Linked DNA regions of Gossypium hirsutum: region 1 is linked to region 2. A link is a contact called in public Hi-C data. All regions are on one chromosome and are shown on one strand. The core of a region is the stretch at or near the end of the contact, and the rest is flanking DNA. Distances in the headings are between cores, read along the strand shown.

Evidence for each region. A called contact is a pair of places that touch in the nucleus more often than the background predicts.
Region 1: a contact with region 2 is called in a Hi-C map of leaf, with 4 times the contacts expected there. The contact joins the promoter of LOC107899529 here to the enhancer-like site in region 2. A contact is called at or near these places in 3 of 34 Hi-C or Micro-C datasets (all in leaf).

The regions. Positions count from the first base shown.
Region 1 is chrD04:48,002,670-48,006,707 of Gossypium_hirsutum_v2.1, forward strand. LOC107899529 (E3 ubiquitin-protein ligase AIRP2) reads right to left here and starts at 2,338. Exons shown (of 5, transcript XM_016825270.2): 1 at 1,883-2,338; 2 at 862-1,012; 3 at 692-758; 4 at 343-577; 5 at 1-75. The coding sequence starts at 1,947.
Region 2 is chrD04:47,782,354-47,786,382 of Gossypium_hirsutum_v2.1, forward strand. No RefSeq gene overlaps it. Among protein-coding and RNA genes, the nearest start is that of LOC107899048, 22 kb to the left of the region's middle. Within about 2 kb of position 2,183, at least 3 of the 9 cell types and tissues checked have an H3K27ac peak or open chromatin away from gene starts, as enhancers often do. A contact at or near this core is called in leaf, where this site is marked.

The DNA of each region.
Region 1 (4,038 bases), core at 1,088-3,587, 220 kb after region 2:
TATATCCAAAGATCACCTGAATCCACTCTTTTCAAGCTGTCCCTACAGAAGGGGCATGACTGTGACCTTATTCGCCTATAAAACACCATAAAAACACAAATATTATCTTCAACATAATATGCCTATCTTCAATCTATGTTTTGAGAAGAGAAGAGCTTGAACATGGAGATGCTAAGCTTTTCTTCATAATATGTTTGTATATGTTTCTTGAAGTCCAGCTATATCCGTGGTGCGGAATTCAACTTCGGGTTGCTTACTTTAATCTCTATCATTCCCACCATGCTAAATTACTTGATAATCAAAAAGGAAACAAAAAAAAGAAGACCAGTTTCGATGGCTTACCAGGTTCGGTAGCATTTCATACACATTGAATGGTTGCATGTGGGCAACACAATCTTGCTGCGCACCTCCATGCAAATCCCACATTCTTCTTCCCTCTCTAAGTCGATTTCGGAGACCTTTCCTTTATTCAGTTCATCTCTTTTCGAGAACTTTGAAGCACAAATTTCCTTCTGTTTCCTGTCATCCACATCCGTAATTCCTCGAGATAGTTGCAATAACGAGGGAAAGATCACCCCTGTCATGACAATCCAAAGTCCAAACCACTCAAATAGTGTAAACATTTTTTCAAAAATTATGATAAATATGAATCAAACTTATGCACAACAACAACAAATCCCCTCTTACACACCATAGAATTCTCTTATGCTAGCTTTCCTTTCATGAATAGACATGGTGGTTTTACCATCAGCATAAGCCTTCAGAAAAAGAAACATCACAAAATTAACGTCCTTGAAATGCTATAAGTTTAGAATATGACAAGAACATCAGAAATTCATTACACAAGCGCTTGCAAATCACCTTGTATATAAGAATCCTGAGAAACCCCAAGGCACCAGCAAGATGACAATCAGTCCACTGAACAAGGAAAAGGAAGAAATGTGCAACTGGACTGTAAGATAATCTCATCTGAAGACAGGCACCATCATATTCTCTTGGATAATCAGAAGCCCTAATCATTCAAAAAAACAAAAAATAATAACGTGTAGTATAATGTAGTCCCTATCATGTGCTAATCAATACAGATATACATGTAGAACAGATCAAACTACTATAGACAAGTAATTAAGCTACATAAAAGGAAGAAGGACCCCCAAATCCTTTGAATGGAAGTTCTAGACTCATTAGTCTCATCCAAGTCATTCAGTGTCCTCTGTTTTCCCCTTTTCTGGCTAGGCTTTTTTTGTGTGGTAAAAACACTATTTTCAAGCTTCAAATTCTATAAGTATTTTCCTTTTAGGATAAGTTTAACCATATATAATCAAAATATCTTAAAAGCTTGAAGAAGAAAAAAAGAACAACAATTATTTTTCATTACTGTAGGAGCCATTATTAATATTCAATACAGAACCATCTAATTAAGCAATGAATATCCATAATATCTTAAAAGCTTGAAGAAGAAAAAAGAACAATAGTCACTTTTCATTACTGTAGGAGCCATTATTAATATTCAATACAGAACCATCTATTAAGCAATGAACATCCAATAAACACCAAAAATTACCAATAACAACTCCAATTAAGCAAAGAAAAGAAAAGAAATATTCAACATGGAACCATAGCCAGGATGAAAACTATCAATCTGAAATTTTATAGTCCCCCAAAGTAATAAAACGTTAATTTACCGGATTACAAGAATTCAAATACTAGGTTATAGCGTAATATAAGAAACAGTATCACGCATTGCATACTTTGAAAGAAAATCAGAAAGGAAGTATATATAAAAAATTCAAAGAAAAAAAAGGGGAAAATCATGATGAATCGGTACTGGCCATGCTCATCTACAGAAAATCAAGGAAGAGAAGAAGAAAGAAGAAATTACAGGGTATTGGCGAACTGAATATCAGCTTCAAGAGCCTTGAGAGAATCCTTGAACGATTTCCTCATCTCCCCTGTCTCTGTTTTGTTTTTCTTTTTCTTGCTCAAAAACTCTGTAACTGATTCAGAACTCAAAATCCAAAACCCCAACTACCCATTCGCCACAAACAACTCTTCAAGGCATCATCATATTCTATAATCAACAAAAATACTGGAAAAGAATCTTTTAATTAAAAAGAAAAAAGAAGCAGACCCAGTAATTAGCTTAGAATCCTCTGTATAAACAAAAACACAGTGTGTACAATTGAGAAGGAGGTGAAGAGTGTGAGAAATAGCAATAGCAATAGCAATAACAATAAATTAAAATAAATCTTTTCAGCTTTCGCTTAGAGCACACGTAATTGTATTTCCACGTATCTCTCAGCAGTCCGGCAGGCAGCAATATAAACTTTAATTAAACGGGGAATTATCCTCAAATTTACGAAAGTACCCTTATTGTTTCCGTCGATATTTTCTTCCCCCCTTTATACCAGGTCACCCAGTTAGTGTCACTGCCAAACTACGCTAGTTAGTTTTTGGGTGGGGAGGGTGCACGTGGAGAGCATGCAGGATTTGATCTAACGGTTATCGGGTGCCACGTGTCCTGATTGGTGAATACCTGGATCCCACGATGTATCTGGAATACGGTCGAAGTTTACTGCAAGGTTGATTTAATCAATTAAATGAGAAAGTGAGAAAATGGAGATACCCTAATATAATTATTAAACCTAAAACAAGATTTTGTTGAAGATTAAACAAAAATTTTGGCATCTAAATAGGTGGAGAGTTAATGTCCATAATTTCGCCTTTATTACCCACAATCATTCCTTATGAAGAGAAGGCAAGCAATTAGGTGCTACCATCTTGATTTTGTTTAAATTACAAGGGGGGAAATAGAAAATAAATTTAAATTTGACAAGAAGATAATATAAAATATTTTCATGCCTGTTTTGTTTTTTATGTTCATATTTTCCTCACACAAAAAAAGGGTTAAAGTTTAATTTTGTCCTTAGTTTATGAACTTTTCAAACTTTCGAATTTAGTCTAAAATTTAGTATAATCAATTTCGATTTAAAAATAAAAAAAATTCAAGGGGCTTTAATAGGGCCAAGTTGGTATAAAAAAAAGTAAGACCACAGACAGAACCAATTTTAAAAGTAAAATTATATTTGCACATAAAAGTATTTATTCCGTTCTAATTGGTGGCTAGTTAAGTTAAACATAAATAATAATACAAGGAAAGCCTGGCTAAAGGTGGAAAAATTGGCCACGAATCACCAGAATAAACAATTCTAGACTATGTTTGGTACATTGTTATCATTATTTGTTCTGATAAGGACACCCCAACCTCTAATTAATGATCCCACCAAACCCAGCATATCTAACTCCATGTCACATGCAAAGCAGCCATTTCGACTTACTAAAACAAAACTATATATCTAGATATTGATCAAAGCAGAATGGTGATGATTCATGTATTAAAAATTGTGGATAAAATTATAATGGTGCATTTGTATGCATGGCACAACAAGATCCAATGGGGGCTGCCATCTTTAAGTCAATATCACATCTAGAAGTGTGTAGATAACAACTCATTGATACCAACATTTAGTATATTGTTGAAAAAGAGTGTTAAGAAAGATGGTGTAAAACATAGTAGCATCAAGGAAGAATGTGTAGTGATTTTCATGCTAATAGGATGAGATCCTATCACTCAACCTACGCATAATACAGCACTGCAGATGGAATCATATATGATTGTTGCCGCTTAAAAACGATCCTTCAACTTCAAGGCGCTCGTAGTCTTGCTTCGATCATTGCCTGATAGCTCAACTTGCATGTCTGTTTTGACTACTTGTACCCATTTTCAAGCATTACAAGGGCAGCTCTGGTTCCTGCTCTGAAACATGGTGTTTTGATCATCGTAATTTCAGCATTAAACAGGATTTTCGTCAAATTTTGTACCATTGAAATGCGTATCTCGGACTTTTTTTAATAGTAGGAGATACACAACCACTTAAATGAAACGAATTCGTAGTAATGAAACGCACTCTTCTTAATGGCTTTTAGCAAAGCAAGTGAAAATAATATATATAGATATATGATTAATAAGTGGTTAGG
Region 2 (4,029 bases), core at 933-3,432:
TTTCAATGCTCATAAATTGATATATATATATATACTTGGATTATGTCTAAATTTATTTTTCGTGTAAAATTCTTAAAAAAAAACTCTAAAATTTAATGCTATTAATTTATCAAGGAATAAAAGTTGTTTACGTATGGAGATGAATGTGAACTAAAAACTTGAATCTAATCTATTTGTAGCTCTATCTATGATTCAAAAAAAGAATACATTAAAGGAATAACAGGGCAGTCATCCGGAAATATGAAAGACGGGGTGTGGTGGGAGAATCCACTACGTAGTTTGCTTGCAGTTGACTTTGCCGGGAATCTTGAAAGAAGTTTTGCTGTGGGTTCCGTGGTGTCTGCCACAAAAGGTATCCAATCCATTCGTGCAATGACAAAAACAGAAAAAAAAAAAGAAAAAAAGAGAAGAGGAAAATGATAGTGGGAGAGAGAATTGAGGCAGAAAATGATATAACGCTAAGGCCATAATTTGATACTACTAATTTTATCAGCTTAAGCCTTCCATTTGAACTGACTTCTAATCCTGCAATATTTAAAACGTGTAGGCCATGAATTTCACTATTTGTTCTTAGCAAAGCAAAAAAGACAACGTTTAGGCTTCTTTTTTTTGTTCCAAGTAGCACCCTCAAAGCTCAATCAATCACATCCCTAATAAAACAAATGAATATATACTAACAAAATTGAGGTCTGGCCTTTGGAAATCAAATATTCAAGGAGTCAAACGGGTTTGGACAACTTTTCTAAAGAAAGGGAAAACAAAATCCACTCCAACTCGCAAACCGTTTGTAATGAAACAAGTCAGAATGAGCTGAGAGCAAAGGCAAAAAGATAAAGTAAATTATGTTTTCACGTGTAAAATGGGGACTGCCCGGGGGTATGTATTCTTTCTTATTTTATCCATAGATTTTCAACTTTTAACTCCTCCGTCCCTTGCTTATAAAGTTTGAGTACTCAGTTTCCCTTACCAAACTTGGAGAAGACTGACTATGAGGCCCATGAAACACACTGTCTCCTGTTGGCTCGTGTGTCTTGCGAGCTTTTTCTACGGTGTGGAGGCATTACCAACGCCGTGTTTTTACAAACTCTCTTGCTTCTAAAGCAAGTTATAATGGAAACAGAGGTATCCCTAAGTCAAAAGATGCCCACTAATTCGCCGGTGTCTATAATCTTTAAAGGACTAATGGTGTTGAAAATAATCATTTGAGAATCAGTTTGATTTGATTCCTATCATGGCTACGACCTAGGTCATCAAAAATCGGTCATCTTGTAAGAGTAAAAGCTAGAATTGTTCTGTATCTACAAGTTAGATGTATTTTAATCAAAGTCACAATAATAACGAATGAACTCTGTAGAGATTTGAGACCTAGTTTAATTGATATCTATTTTACATTTATTTATATGTTTGTCAGATATCTAAAAATGTATTTAAAAGTGGTAACTTATGGTGGTCCAAAGAGAATAATTCCGGATTATGTTCTCATGGTGCAGCTCATATATAGTGGATTGTGACAATTCCATCGAAAGGGTCTTCAAATATCTATATCTCAACTTTCCAAACCAACACGAAAAGACTAATTTTCTTGCGGGGCTTTCAAGAGTTAAGAGACAAACAAGCAAAGTTAAGTTGGACATAAGGCCTGGAAAAGTTTTAAGAGTAGTTTAGAGTCAAGATCTCTCATTTCATGTTTGTTGGGAGTTGGGACAGTATAAAGTTGTACTAACCATAAATCATGGCATTAACAAATTGTGAACTAGGTTAAGCTAGGCTCCAATTTATGTCCATTTGACAAAGATAATGGACAATTGTAACAAAGATCTCAAGCAAGAAATGTTAGGAGAAGACAACAATTCACGTGGCCGGGCCTTCCATTGTGTATGCATGGGGATTCATGAAGGGTGGGTATTGATGGCACAAGGGACCCCTCTCGAATGTCTGTCTCCGATACCTCCAAATAATTAAAAACCCAACTTTCCTAGTTCATATTATCCTCTAAGTCATTGAGGCGCCATTAATGTTTGATGTTTGACAAGCTATGAGAACTTAGTATAAATCGCAATATGCCCCTCTAAATGAAAGCTAAACCTATATTAAAACCCCCACTCATCTCTTTACAAGGTGATGATACAATTGTAATTTTGTACATTTGATGGAGTCACCTCAAGCTAACCAACCCCTTATATTCCAAATCTAAGTGGATCCCATTCCTTAAGATCATGGGTCCTATCAATGGCCGCCATGCCCATAGTTTGACCATACAAGATCCAAATGGGCTTCGCTTTTTTTCCTCTTTGAATTATCCTTTTTATTTTTATTTATGAAGATGAATAAAAAGTATAAGGTGATGGCCTAATGGACCTTTTACAAAACCCAAAACTCTCTTAGTCTTAGCTTAGAGAATGGGAAAGGGAAGAGCTTCTCCTTGCCACATGAATACCAAAAAAAAAAAGTCTCTCAAAGTCAATAAAATGATTGATGGGTAATTGAAGCCTGGAGAAATGTTCTTCCTGATCAGCAGCTCATTCAACCACCAATTGTTGTTTCATCAAAATGGAAAACGATGTGCAATCAACTTATAAACCTCTTTAAGTCTTAAGCACACAGGCTAAGATATGGAAAAAGACCCCATAAGTTTTCCATTTTGCAACCATGAAAGTGGGGACTAATGACAAAAACTACTGTACAAAAAAAGAAGAAGGTTTTCTTCCATACATATCAGCAAGGCAAAGTTAGGAATCTGATGTTGTTGGAGGTGGAAATAAAATTATAAAATAATTTAAATTTAATTATTAATAATTGAGAGGAACAAAAATTCATGTAAGACTTACGACAGCATGTATTGAATTTTGACGTTTGAATATTTTGCTAATGAAAGAACATCACGCATTATTGATGTCATTCCTTAGGTTTTAATTCATTAAGAATAATCTTAGCTACCAATATCAAATATATACCATAATATAGAAGTTCTCCCCAAGTTTTAATATGCTTCAATTTGATTTCATTCTTTGAAGAACAAGCAACGAAATATGTTGTTCTAGAGGGTAATTTAGTTATTTGATATGTAAGAAATGAGAAAAAGAGTAAAGAAAAAAAAAAGATAGAACTCTCTCTGTATATTTGGAATTTCGTCCCTCTATTTTTCAAATTTAAAAATTCAAATCTAGTTATTAGCACCGTTAAAATTCTTCTATTAAATTTGTTGGTGTGACATTCTACCTTTTTTTAAAAACAAAGTACTCACTCGATAATCATGTGTCACCAAAAATAACAATGTAATTGACTTGAATTTAACAAAAAATTTAACGATGTTAACAATTCTTTAAATTTACATTTGATAGTTTAATTAGAATAAAATATTTAGACTAACTAATGACATTATAAATGTCGAAGTACAAAATTATGTCAAAAATTAAAATTTAATATTTTTACATAGTTAAAAAATAGAAGATTCAGAATTGAAATTTAACTATTTTGTTAATAATGTAAAAAATAGCAATGACAAGTGTGGAAGGCCTTCTATATATATATGGTAGTATAGATATTGATTCATTAAGAGTAAATGTCATCATCCTTAAACCCTAATCATCAACATCAATGTCTAATTTAAAAATCATAGTGAAGAGACTGAATAAAAATATTTAAAAAATCAAAACATTAGGTGAAACCTTAAAGTTGATTGATAACATATTTAATTGAAGGGTAAGGATCATTTATTCAATTTCTCCCGAATTTCAACTCTATATAATTTTGAAATCATACGCATAAAATCTTCACTACGAACTTGTGCCAACTCATGAAATGGAGAAATGGAGATTTAAAATTATGCCAATACTCGATTAAAATATAGTGAAAGCATGTTAGTGAGATTATTATTAATTTGACTAATTATGAACTAATAAGGCGATATTCTCTGAAACATCGAACAAGTCTAAACTAGCTCATCATTGGCCTAACTCTACACTTATATAATTATCAACACTTGGCTGGAACACCGACTCCAAAAACGTTTTTATAGCATTATCAGTG